2 separate regions of the Mus musculus genome follow, and region 2 is linked to region 1. Evidence: chromatin contacts called from public promoter capture Hi-C data. All regions are on one chromosome and are shown on one strand. The core of a region is the stretch at or near the end of the contact, and the rest is flanking DNA. Distances in the headings are between cores, read along the strand shown. Region 1 overlaps Gmeb1 (glucocorticoid modulatory element binding protein 1). Region 2 has its middle 19 kb from the start of Med18.

The links. Capture Hi-C pulls out chosen DNA fragments and counts their contacts.
Region 2: a promoter capture Hi-C map of liver shows a contact between it and region 1. The contact joins two enhancer-like sites. A contact is called at or near these places in 2 of 115 datasets of contacts at active chromatin or transcription factors (embryonic stem cells and pancreatic cancer cells) and 2 of 9 other capture datasets (adipose tissue and liver).

What each region holds. Positions count from the first base shown.
Region 1 is chr4:132,244,032-132,249,938 of GRCm38.p6, forward strand. It overlaps Gmeb1 (glucocorticoid modulatory element binding protein 1), which reads right to left. Exons shown (of 10, transcript NM_020273.2): 3 at 1,955-2,037. It also overlaps the pseudogene Gm13252. Among named protein-coding and RNA genes, the nearest start is that of Gm28874, 8.0 kb to the right of the region's middle. Within about 2 kb of position 3,625, at least 73 of the 459 cell types and tissues checked have an H3K27ac peak or open chromatin away from gene starts, as enhancers often do. A contact at or near this core is called in adipose tissue and liver, where this site is marked.
Region 2 is chr4:132,480,177-132,486,083 of GRCm38.p6, forward strand. It overlaps the pseudogene Gm52758. Among named protein-coding and RNA genes, the nearest start is that of Med18, 19 kb to the left of the region's middle. Within about 2 kb of position 3,210, at least 19 of the 459 cell types and tissues checked have an H3K27ac peak or open chromatin away from gene starts, as enhancers often do. A contact at or near this core is called in adipose tissue and liver, where this site is marked.

The DNA.
Region 1 (5,907 bases), core at 2,375-4,874:
CATGAGACAATACACCCAGAATTTTTAATTCTTCCTATGATCTTTTGAGATGGGAATTACTTTCTATATTTTACATATAAATATATGAGCTTCACAAAGAGGAGTTTCAGAGGGGGGACAGAAGACTAAGGATTGAATGTAGGTCCTGGTACATGCAAGACAAGCATTTTACTATTGAGTTTATGCCCCCGATCTTCTGACTTTGAACTTGCCCTGCAGTATAGATACATCCTAAATTTGTAAGTCTTTTGCCTCAACTGCTCAAATAGCCAGACTTACAGATTCACATCACAGGTCCTGTGCTTGTTTGTTTCTTTTTAATTTGTTTGTTTTTCCCCCCAATGGTGCTTACGGATCCCACATAGAGGCTCAAGCTAAGCATTTTACCCCACCTCTCTCTGCAAGATTTTTTAAATTTTATTTATTTATTTATTTATTTATTTATTTATTTATTATATGTACATGCACTGTAGCTGTCTTCAGACACTCCAGAAGAGGGAGTCAGATGTTGTTACAGATGGTTGTGAGCTACCATGGTTGCTGGGATTTGAACTCAGGACCTTTGGAAGAGCAGTAGGTACTCTTAACAGCTGAGCCAGTTCACCCGCCCCCCCCCCCTTTTTTAAGTATAAAACCATTTAATAGGTTTGAGGCGACATCCATGGAAAGTAAAACATTACTAATTAAGTCCAATCTTATCTTGAGAAAGGGAGAACAGTGGTAGCATGTATAAAACTGGAACTGTTGCTTTAAAAAAGACCGTACCCACTTTATGACAAGTCAGTTTCACTTAAATCAGGACTGCCCAACAAGAACATTGTTAGCCATTCATGATCTGAATTTGGTGTATGAATTAAATTATGGTATACATTAAAAGCCATGAGACAGGTTTTGTAATAAATAAGGCAGAGGAATTACTCATTAGTAGCCTTTTTAAGATAAGCTATTAGGTCTGCCTTTCTCCCTTCTTCTTAATTCCAGTGAAGATCATTTTTGTTCCAGGGATGTACTTTTTGGGATTCTCCAAATACTCCATCAGGGAGGGTGTCCTCTCCCCAGGTGATGCCTTTGTTCTTGTTGGCATCTGTGTAAGAGAATCCAACAGCCTTGCCTGGCTTCCACCCAAGCAGACCATGCAGATTTGGTCCAGTCTTACGCTTGCCTCCCTTTTCCACAGTGTGGCACTGGGCACACTTCTGAACAAAAATCTTCTTGCCTTTTTCAACATCACTCATTTTTAAATTCGATCCGGGCTGGTCAACACCACGAACATTCGGACTCAAAGACAGATGTCCTGCACTCTTGCAGGATTCTTTTTAGACCAAAAAACCCAAACTTTTTGGCTACTATAATATATTGATATTAAGTGATCAAGTTACAGGTCTGCCATCTTTTTGTATGTTTGTTTTTTGGTTTGGTTTTGTATCACTGAGACAAGGTTTCTCAATGAAACCCTGGCTGTCCTGGAACTTGCTCTGTAAACCAGGCTGGCCTCAAACTCCCCAGTGCTAGGATAAAGGGCATGTGCACCCACAACCCAGCTTAGTTGTTTTTTTTAGACAAGAGTTTTTCTATGTAGTCCAAGAGCCTGAAACTCAGAGATGTGCCTGTGTTTGCCTCCTGTGTGCTGGGATTAAAGGTATGCTCCATCATGCCTGCCAAGTCTGCCATCTTAAGTGGCATTATCAGTTGGTACACTGGGTTGGTTGGGACAGAAAATAGGGCACAAAAGACCAGCAAACTCAGGCTGGGGGCCCAGCTCAGCAGTGAACATCCTGCTGGGGGCCCAGCTCAGCAGTGAACATCCTGCTGGGGGCCCAGCTCAGCAGTGAACATCCTGCTGGCTTGGACAGGGTTCTGGGTTTTATCTCCAGAGATTTCACAGCAAAAACATGCACAAACTCACCAACAAGCTGAAGTCAAAGGTACTGGGTAGAATGGCAGAAAGACTTACCAATTCCTTCCTCGATTTTGTGTATTGAGTGGGTCTCTACGGCTACAACTGCTGCGCTATTCTCCGACCCAGCTTCATAAATCCTGTAGTGAAAGTGTCCATCAATAAAAAACTATATAAGTCATGAAAAATTAATATTCATAGTAAGGGGTGAAGACATGTGTTTTAATCAGAAAGGAGTAAAATAAGGGTATTTTCGGCATGACTTTGACAGGTTTCCCATTGTAAACTTCAAGAGGCCCAGACCACTTAGCAGTTACTGCCAGAAGATGAAACAGCTCACCTCACCCCAAGTCAATGAACCCTTCTTACATTGATTCCCTTTGCTACTATGTTCCATGGACCCTCTCCTTCATAACTTTACAGATCTGTGTTACTTATGGGTATAAAACCAGATGATTGCTTATATACATCTACACATGTGTGTATGTGTGTGCACATGCACGCATGTACCTATGGAGAACAGAGGGGATGTCAGATACCGTGGAGCTGGAGTTACAAGTGGTTGTGAGCTGCCTGCCTGATGTGGGTGTTGGGAGCCAAACTTGGGTCCTCTGAAGAGCGACGTGTTCTCTCTACCTGCTGAGCCGTCTCTTCAGCCCTTCCTCAATAACTGGAGGGCAGGTTCTCACCTTCCTTTCGCTGCAGCCTCTGACACAGCTACTAATGCTGTGGGGACCCCAACCATAACATTATTTCCTTGCTGCTTCGTAACTCTAACTTTGCCCCAGGCATGAATCCTAATGTAAATTTCTGTATTTTCTGATGGTCTGAGGCAACCTCTGTGAAAGGGTTGTTCAACCTTCAAAGGGGTCTTGACCGCAGGCTGAGAGCTACTGCTGCAAATGCTCAACACACAGTAAATACTGCTTCAAGTATAGGACAGACCTGTTCATAAAATTCACCTGACTAAAACAGAGCCAGCACACAGCATGAGACAGAAAGTGGCCTGATGACCCAGAAATGGATGGCTCTTGCTGAAATCTGCACATTATAGAGTTGGGGTTTATTTTTTTTTTATAGCCTTTTAGTCTTTCAGAAGCAAATTATTGGCATAAACCAAGTATATAGTAACATGAATCTGCCCCGTGTACCCAGCAATCACCAGAGGTACCACTAAATGGGAGGTTATGCAATCTTCTGACCGTACCACAATGAACACAACCTCTCTCATGTGCTCTTTGAAGCTAATCAGGGTTGTGCCTATGTGGACTTTGATGGAGTCGGTTAGGTAAAGCAGATCTTCCCAAATGTCTCTACATTCAGATGACCTAACATGTCACACGAGTGTCCTTTGTTTCCTCTCTCATCAGTCTTGCGCACTAACCTGAACACACTGGTATCTGAAAGTACCACCGGTACACTGGTCTCTGCAGATGCTGACCCACCACCTGGTGGCACCTCTACTGTGCAGACCTCCCCATTGAATTAATTATGTTTGCAATAATCACCATGCTATTTTTATTCCTGAGCTGAGTATAATGTCACATGTCTGCCATCCCAGCACTTGAGAGGAAGAGGCAGGAAGGGCCAGGAGTTCTAGGTCAACCTGGAATGCAGGATGCTGTTCCAATAAACAAACCCAAACAATACAGAAGCCATTGTCTTACCCCATGCTCTGTCCCTGTCAGGGCTGTCACCCTGCACACTGCATGGGGACTGGGCACTACACTAGACCTCTTCCTCTTTTTCCTGCCTTTGAGTGAAGTGGTGATTGCGTCTATTTCCTTCCCTTTCTTTTGTACAGTGGACGTTAAAATAGACCCTTAGACATGGTAGACAGGCACTCTGTCACTAAACTGCATACCCAGCTCTTCTGCTAGTTTTCCGCTTTGTGCCCTCAGTTCCAACAGCTGTCAAATCTTGCCAGACAGACTCTTTAACTCCAGCCTCGTCCCTGACTCTAACACCACTGCTGCTACTTTGACTCGGGCCTCATTATGTCCAGCCTTGGAAGAGCTTGCCTAGACTCTCATTAATCCTGTATACTCCTACCAGAAAATCATGTGGTTCTCCTCCTTAAAACATTTAAAAATTGGGTTTCTTTGTATTTACAGTTCTAAGGACTAAACCCAGAACCTCTCACGTGCGTCCAGGGTTTTACCCCTCAGCTAAATTGCTATTTATTTTTTTCATCTCTTACTATTTTTTGTTTTTGGTTTATTTTTCGAGACAGGGTTTCTCTGTGTATCTCTGGCTGTCCTGGAACTCACTTTGTAAACCAGGCTGGCCTCGAACTCAGAAATCCGCCTGCCTCTGCCTCCCGAGTGCTGGGATTAAAGGCGTTCACCACCACTGCCCGAATCATCTCTCACTTTTATTTTGAGACATGGTAGTAATGAGTTGCCTAGGCTGGCCTCAAATTCAAGTGATCCTTCTGCCTCAGACTCTACAGTGCTGAAATTACAGGAAGTTCCCTCATCCCCAGCCTCCATTGTTGAGTTTATTTTTTATTTTTGCATTGCTAGGGATAATAGTCATGACTCCTGGAAGTGGCAGCATATGACTTTAATCCCAGGACTGGGGAGGCAGAGACAGGTAGATCTATTTGAGTTCAGGGGCAGCCTGGTCTACAGAGGAGCGCCAGCATGGCTATACAAAGGAACCTTGTCTTAAAAACACACACATACGCGCACGCACGCACGCACGCACACACGAACATCCCAAACCAAAAAAAAACCACCACCACCAAATCCACCTGAGGACCTCACACTTAGAGGCAGCTAGGCAAGCAGTGAACTGACTGAGCTCAGCTCTCCACCTGTCTCAGCAGTTTGCCCATCACTTGGAACTGCCAAAGGGTGGCCCAGCCCCAGGCTGGTGACGATTACTGATGTTGAGAGAGGGTAAGGAGACTCAGAGGAGGAGGAATCAGTCCTTCTCCAGACAGGTATTTACTGGGCTCAGGAGACCAGCAATGCTGCCACGGGCACGATGGGGGAGCTCACTCAGGTAATGGACATCAGCCAGCCTCCACCCTGTGCTCTAAATCACTAGTCTTCGGATAAAATCTGTCATGTTCTTCCTAGTGAGTGTCTTCCTAGTGTGTTACTGACTGTAAAACATATCATTCTGCGCTGATAATTACTTGAACCAAAATGTCAGTCTTCAGCCGGGCGTGGTGGAGGCGCACACCTTTAATCCCAGCACCCGGGAGACAGAGGCAGGTGGATTTCTGAGTTCGAGGCCAGCCTGGTCTACAAAGTGAGTTCCAGGACAGCCAGGGCTACACAGAGAAACCGTGCCTCAAAAAACAAAAAACAAAACAAAACAAAACAAACAAACAAAAAGTCAGTCTTCTCCCTGAGTGATAGTAATTTGTTCCTATAATCCCAGCAGAGGCAGGCTGTAAGTTCAAAGCCAGCCTGGTCTACACACAATGAGAGCTGCAGGACACCCAGGGCTATTACACAAAGTCTGCCTCAAAAAAGTCAGTTATGTCAAGCAGTGTTTCAGGACAGGCAAACTCAGGAGCACACCTGCCCAGGACTCAGTAAGATATTAGCTTCCTTACTTCAGGTGGACTTGTAACAGTCACACGTGACCGTGTTCTCAGCTACCCATAGATTTCAGGTATGGCCTAAGTATATGATGAAGACTCTAAGCTAAGGATCTGGTTATTTTCTATAAAAATCAGTTATTGATTCTGTGCAATGAAAAAGGAGAAGCAAGCCAGGCAGTGCTGGTGTTTAGTGGCAGCACTCAGGAGGCTGAGGCCAGCCTGCTGTACAGAGTGAGCTCCAGGGCAGCTGAGTTCTGAGGTTAAGCCTGCACCAGCCGGTTTTATGTTCCATGTGTTGCCAAAGTGTTTGGATTCTGAATATAATTTTTAATGGTAGTTATAAAACTGTATGAACAAATCAAATTTTAAAATGCTAATTAAGGGCTGGTGAGATGGCTCAGTGGTTAAGAGCGCCAACTGCTCTTCCAAAGGTCCTGAGTTCAAATCCCAG
Region 2 (5,907 bases), core at 1,960-4,459, 240 kb after region 1:
GGCTGGTCTTGAACTCTCAGCAATCCTGCTTTAGATAGCTCCAGTATTGTTACCAATAGAATTACATGCAAGTGCCACCAAGCTGGACCTCTATCTATCTATCTATCTATCTATCTATCTATCTATCTATCTATCTATCTATCTAACTGTCTATGGGCTGAGTCCATCTCATGTAGCCCAGGCTGGCCTAGAACTCACTTGAGATGACCTTTAAACTTGTGATTTTCCTTCCTCCTTTTCTTCAACACTGGGGTTCCAAGCATAGGACACCATCCCCACCTTTATGCTGTGGTAGGGTCACACCTAGGCCTCATAATGCCAGTTAGGCAAGCACTCTACCAACTAAGATACACACAGCCTCTTTTTACCCTTGTTTTTATTTACTTTTTTAAAAAGATGAGTCTCACTCTGAGCCCAGACTAACCTGAAACTCACTATGTAGAGCAGATTGGCCTTGAAGTTGGAGCAATCCTCCTGCCCTCAGCATCCTGAGGGCTGAGACAGACATAGGTCACCATGCCTTACTGTTTCCCCCGCAGATGCAAATAGAAATATTCACTCCCCTTCAGATCCAATATGTGATGGCTTATACATGCTTGGCCCAGGGAGTGGCACTATTAGAAGATGTGGCCCTGTTGGAGTAGGTGTGTCACTGTGGGTGTGGGCTTTAAGACCCTCATCCTAGCTGCCTGGAAGCCAGTATTCTGCTAGCAGCCTTCAGATGAAGATGTAGAACTCTCAGCTCCTCCTGCTCCCTGCCTGCCTGGACACTGCCATGGTCCTGCCTTGATGATATAATGGACTGAACCTCTGAACCTGTAAACCAGCCCCAATTAAATGTTGTCCGTCTAAGAGTCATCCTTATAAGAGTTGCCTTGGTCATGGTGTCTGTTCACAGCAGTAAAACCCTAACTAAGACACAATCTAAACTTGCCTTTCTTTTCTCTTGCTTTCCTAGTACAAATCTTGTTTTGTTTCTTACACGTCTCAACATACTGGGCACGATTCTCATTGATTCAGCTGTACCAATCTCTGTGTGTTCTAATCAGCTACAGCAGACTTCAATGTGTATCCGTATCTGGAGATGAGGAGGTAGGGCCAGGCCTTCCACAGCTAGGGTTAGATAAGTGCATTTCCAGACAAAGTATCCCCAAGCTGTTTCCAGAAGGTGAGGACGAGGCTGGATAGACAAATCCATACCCCGTTTCCAGGATACTTGAGCGGTGGCTCACTCAGCCTGTCTCCACCATGAGAACTGCTCCTAGCTCCAGAGCCATTCTTGCTCAGGGTTTGCCTACACCGTGCTGGTTGTTAAATAATGTTTTCTCCTTGCCTGCTTGAGTCCCTCTCCAGCTCAGTAGTACTTTGAGCCCATTCACAATAGTTTGGGCCCAATTTATCAACTTTTCCAGACAGATCTGTTCCTAGAGCTACACACACACATCCCGTGGCCTAACCCAGTGGACCTCAGGATCTCTGCCTGTAAAGGCAGCATCTACCTACTCATCTTCCAAGACCAGTTCACCTACATTTCTCCACTTGAAGACTTCCTAACTGCCCCCACACAACCACTTACAACTAACCTCAGAATTGCCTTACCAGCCCGCAGGCTCTGTCACCGCCTCTCATTTGTTAGATGGATTAGATTTTTACTGTCTGTATCTCCTCTGTGAGACCCTAATGCTTTTGAAGGCAAAGACTATACTCTATTTATTCTCCCATCTCCATAAAAGTCTGTCACAATGATCCTGGGTCATTTAATTAATCCTGTGATAGTGGAGAAAGGCATTCATATCTCTGAGATTTGGTGTGTGTGTGTGTGTGTGTGTGTTTTAGTTAGGGTTTTACTGCTGTGAACAGACACCATGACCAAAGCAATTCTTATAGACAACAACATTTAATTGGGGAGTGGCTTACGGTTCAGAGGTCCAGTCCATTATAAAGGCAGGAAGAATGGCAGCATCCAGGCAGGCATGGTGCTGGAGGAGCTGAGAGCTCTACATCTCGTTCTGAAGGTAAACAGGAGAAGACTGGCAGCTAGGAGGAGGGTCTCAAAGCCCACCACTACAGTGACACACTTCCTCCAACAAGACCACACCTACACCAACAAAGCCACACCTCCTAATAGTGCCATTCACTTCCCGGGCCCAAGCATAGTTATTTGTTTTGTTTTCTTTTGGTTTTTTTTTTTTTTTTTTTTTTTTTTTTTTTTTTTTTTTTTTGAGACAGGGTTTCTCTGTGTAGCTCTGGATGTCCTGGAACTCACTCTGTAGACCAGGCTGGCCTCGAACTTGGAAATCTACCTGTCTCTGCTTCCCAAGTGCTGGGATTAAAGGCATGTGCCACCACTCCCCGGCTTGGCCACACTTAAACCACCATAGTATGTATTAGGAATTTAATTTGATGCAGGCTCCCCTGTGTGCTGTAGTATCTATACAAATCTCTACCACTGAGCTATTCATCCAGTTTATTTTTTTATGAAATAGGTTTGATGATATCTCTGTCCCCATTTGTTTTGGTGTGTGTGTGTCTATGTGTGTGTGTCTGTGTCTTTGTGTGTGTTTGCGTGTGAATGCTCAAGTGTGCAGACTAAGATACATAAATAATTTAGATTTATTTATTCATTTTTGATACCACATCTCACTATGTAGCTCTGCTTGGCCTGGAACTCACTAGGCAGATCATTTATCCTGGCCTCAAACTCACAGAGATCCTCCTGCCTCTTCCTCCCAAGCAGTGAGATTAATGGCAGGTGCCATCACGCCTGACCTAATTTTTAGGCATGTATCTACTAGGCATGTCTTGCATTGGACAAACGCTCGTGTTGACAAGGCCGGAGTTCAAATGTTCTCTAGGTAAAGATCAGTACAGGTAAGGACTGTTCCAAACGTCCTTCTCCATAGGAAACAGTGCCTGGCACACAGCAGGGGAAGCGGTGAGTGTTGCTAAATGCTTCTCTCAGTAGAACTGAATCCGTTTCCGATTTGGTTGCCCTTTGCCCTGGATTGCTTAGGTCCTCTCCAGTTCATCCAGGAGGCTTCATCAGACCGTGTGACCCAAAGCTCTCTTGGAGGGTCTCACTTAACTTCTTGCTGAGCTAGACCTCATCTTCCGAGCATTCCTCTGAAGTGGGGGTTGTAGGTGGACGGTGGGCTAGGGAGGGATAGGCTGGAAGTCCTGGATCTGACACTGCCCAGAGGTCTTTGGGCTGACCCAGACAACAGCTGGAACTCATGCCAAGAGAGCGGCTACTGCCTAGTGGGAAAAGCGTTACCCTTACCCTCCCCTCCCCCACAGTCCCAGGAGTCCAAAGTCCAAGGCTGCACTTCTGCTCTGAACAGACTCCTCACCCCTTCCTTTCCAAAGGCTTTTTTTGGTGCTAAAACCACTTCTTTGGTGTGAACCTCTTCACTCCATCACGCTGTCTGCAGGATGCCTTGGAAAAGAACCATGGAGGTGTGGACTCACAGAACCCTTCCATGTCCTCCCTCCTCTGCACACAGTTTCCTCTGAAAGGGAGCCGGGAAGATGACCCAGAGATAAATCGCTACCACCCATGCTAAAACCTATATAATCGTGTCACTAATAGAACAAAGTCAGGAGATTCCTTGGGACTCCCTGGTTTCCTGGCCTGGCTTACTTTGTGAGCCCCAGATTCAGTAAGAGACCCTGTCCCCCCAAAATATGATAGGGCCTGGAGAGATGGCTCAGGGATCAAGAGCAATTGCCACTCCTCCAGAGGACTTGAGTTCAAATCCCAGCACCCATGATGCAGGGAGAAGGGCTCTCCAATCCAATACCTGTAACTTCAGTTCCATGAAATCCAATGTCTCTTCTGAGGGTACCCACACTTATGCATGGGCACACACACACACACACACACATGAATATATATATATGTGAATATACATATATGCATACATGCACCATACACACACACAACAGTATTTGCTTTCTAGTTGCCAAGTGCTCCAGACCTTACCAGGCATTGTATAGAAAACATTGTGTGTTAACGTAATTTCATTCAGAATTTTTCAAACTGGGGACCACTGACTTCTTAGACTGGATGACTTTGTAATGGGGTACATCCTGTGTGATGTAGCATGCTTAGCAGCACCCCTGGTCTTGACCCAATGAAAGTCAGAAGGACTGCCAGCTGGCACGAACAAAAATGTCTCCAGACTTTGTCAAATGTTCTGTCAGGTAAATTATCCATAAATGAGGATGTGAGAATGACGGGGGTTTGTTTTTCATAATTTGAATTTTTTTCATTATTAGTGTATGTGTGTGTGTGTGTATGAGAGAGAGAGAGAGAATGTGTGCACACCAGAACACACGTGTGGTGATCAGAAGCCAACCTGGAGGGAGGGGGCGGGTCCCTCCTTTCACTGTGTGGACACTGAGCATCTTAACAGCTCCTCAGGCCTGGTGGCAGGTGCCTTCTCATGCTGAACCATCTTTCTCACTGGACCTAATGACACCTAGATAGATAGATAGATAGATAGATAGATAGATAGATAGATAGACAGACAGACAGACTATAGCCCTTGCTGTCTTGAAATTTTCTATGTAGACCATGCTGGCCTCAAACTCATGGATATCCCCCTGCCTCTGCAATCCACCTGCTGAGAATAAAGGTGTGCCCCACCACAGCTGTCATAGCATTTTGACTCTGATGATCACATTACCATAGATAAAAAAATTAAACACATTTCTTGGATGAAAACAATTACACAAGTTATTAATGGTCATCTGAGCACGTGGTTCTGTTTGTTTATACTCTGCCCCATTCCAGATGGGCTCCACTCAGATTCGAGGCTCCCCTGTCTGGTTCCAAAGTCCAGGCTCTTTCCCCACCACTAGGCTGAGCTTGATTGTCTGAGATCTGGCCACATAACCAACAGCCAGCCCGGCAGGGAGAGGGGACTGGAAAGGAGCTGAGGCCACTGTCTTAAAAAATCACACTTAGCAGGGAGTGGTGGCACACGCCTTTAATCCCAGCACTCAGGAGGCAGAGGCAGGCGGATTTCTGAGTTCAAGGCCAGTCTGGTCTACAGAGTGAGTTCCAGGACAACCAGGGCTATGCAGAGAAACCCTGTCTTGAAAAAAACCAAAATAAATAAATAAATAAATCACACTTTATTTATTCATTTTGTGGATGTGTGTGCATGACAGTGTGTGTGTGTGTGTGTGTGTGTGTAGATAAGAGGACAACCTCTACCATGTGGGTCCCAGGGATTTGATTTAGTTTGTCAGGTTTGGCAGTAAGGGCCGTTCCTCAGTGAGCCATCTCGCAAGCCTGAGACTGGGATTTGTTGACTGCTGAGGCCCAGCACTGGACCAGACATTCTGTTAAAAAGGAGACACGTGGGACTGGTGAGATGGCTAAGTGGGTAAGAGCACCCGACTGTTCTTCCGAAGGTCCGGAGTTCAAATCCCAGCAACCACATGGTGGCTCACAACCATCTTTAACAAGATCTGACGCCCTCTTCTGGAGTGTCTGAAGACAGCTACAGTGTACTTACATATAATAAATAAATAAATCTTAAAAAAAAAAAAAGGAGACACGTATTCCACATCCATTCGCTCAGCCCCTGCTAGAAGAATAAAACAGAACACACCAAACAGAAATCCCTGCCTCCCTAGGGGTTTTTTAGTAAACAGGAAAATGAGCACACAAATAAACTTAGATTAAAAAAATAAAATAGATCTTTTCTGGTTCCTAAAGCACGATGATTGGGCGTTCACACCATTGCATGCTATGTGCTGCCCGGCCCACTAAACCTTGTTACAACGTGTGCACATTACCTGTCTGACAAACTTAAAAAAAGTAAAATAAATAAAATAAAAGCTTGGAAATGAAAGGTTTTTTTTTGTTTTTGTTTTTGTTTTTTTTGTTTTTTTTTT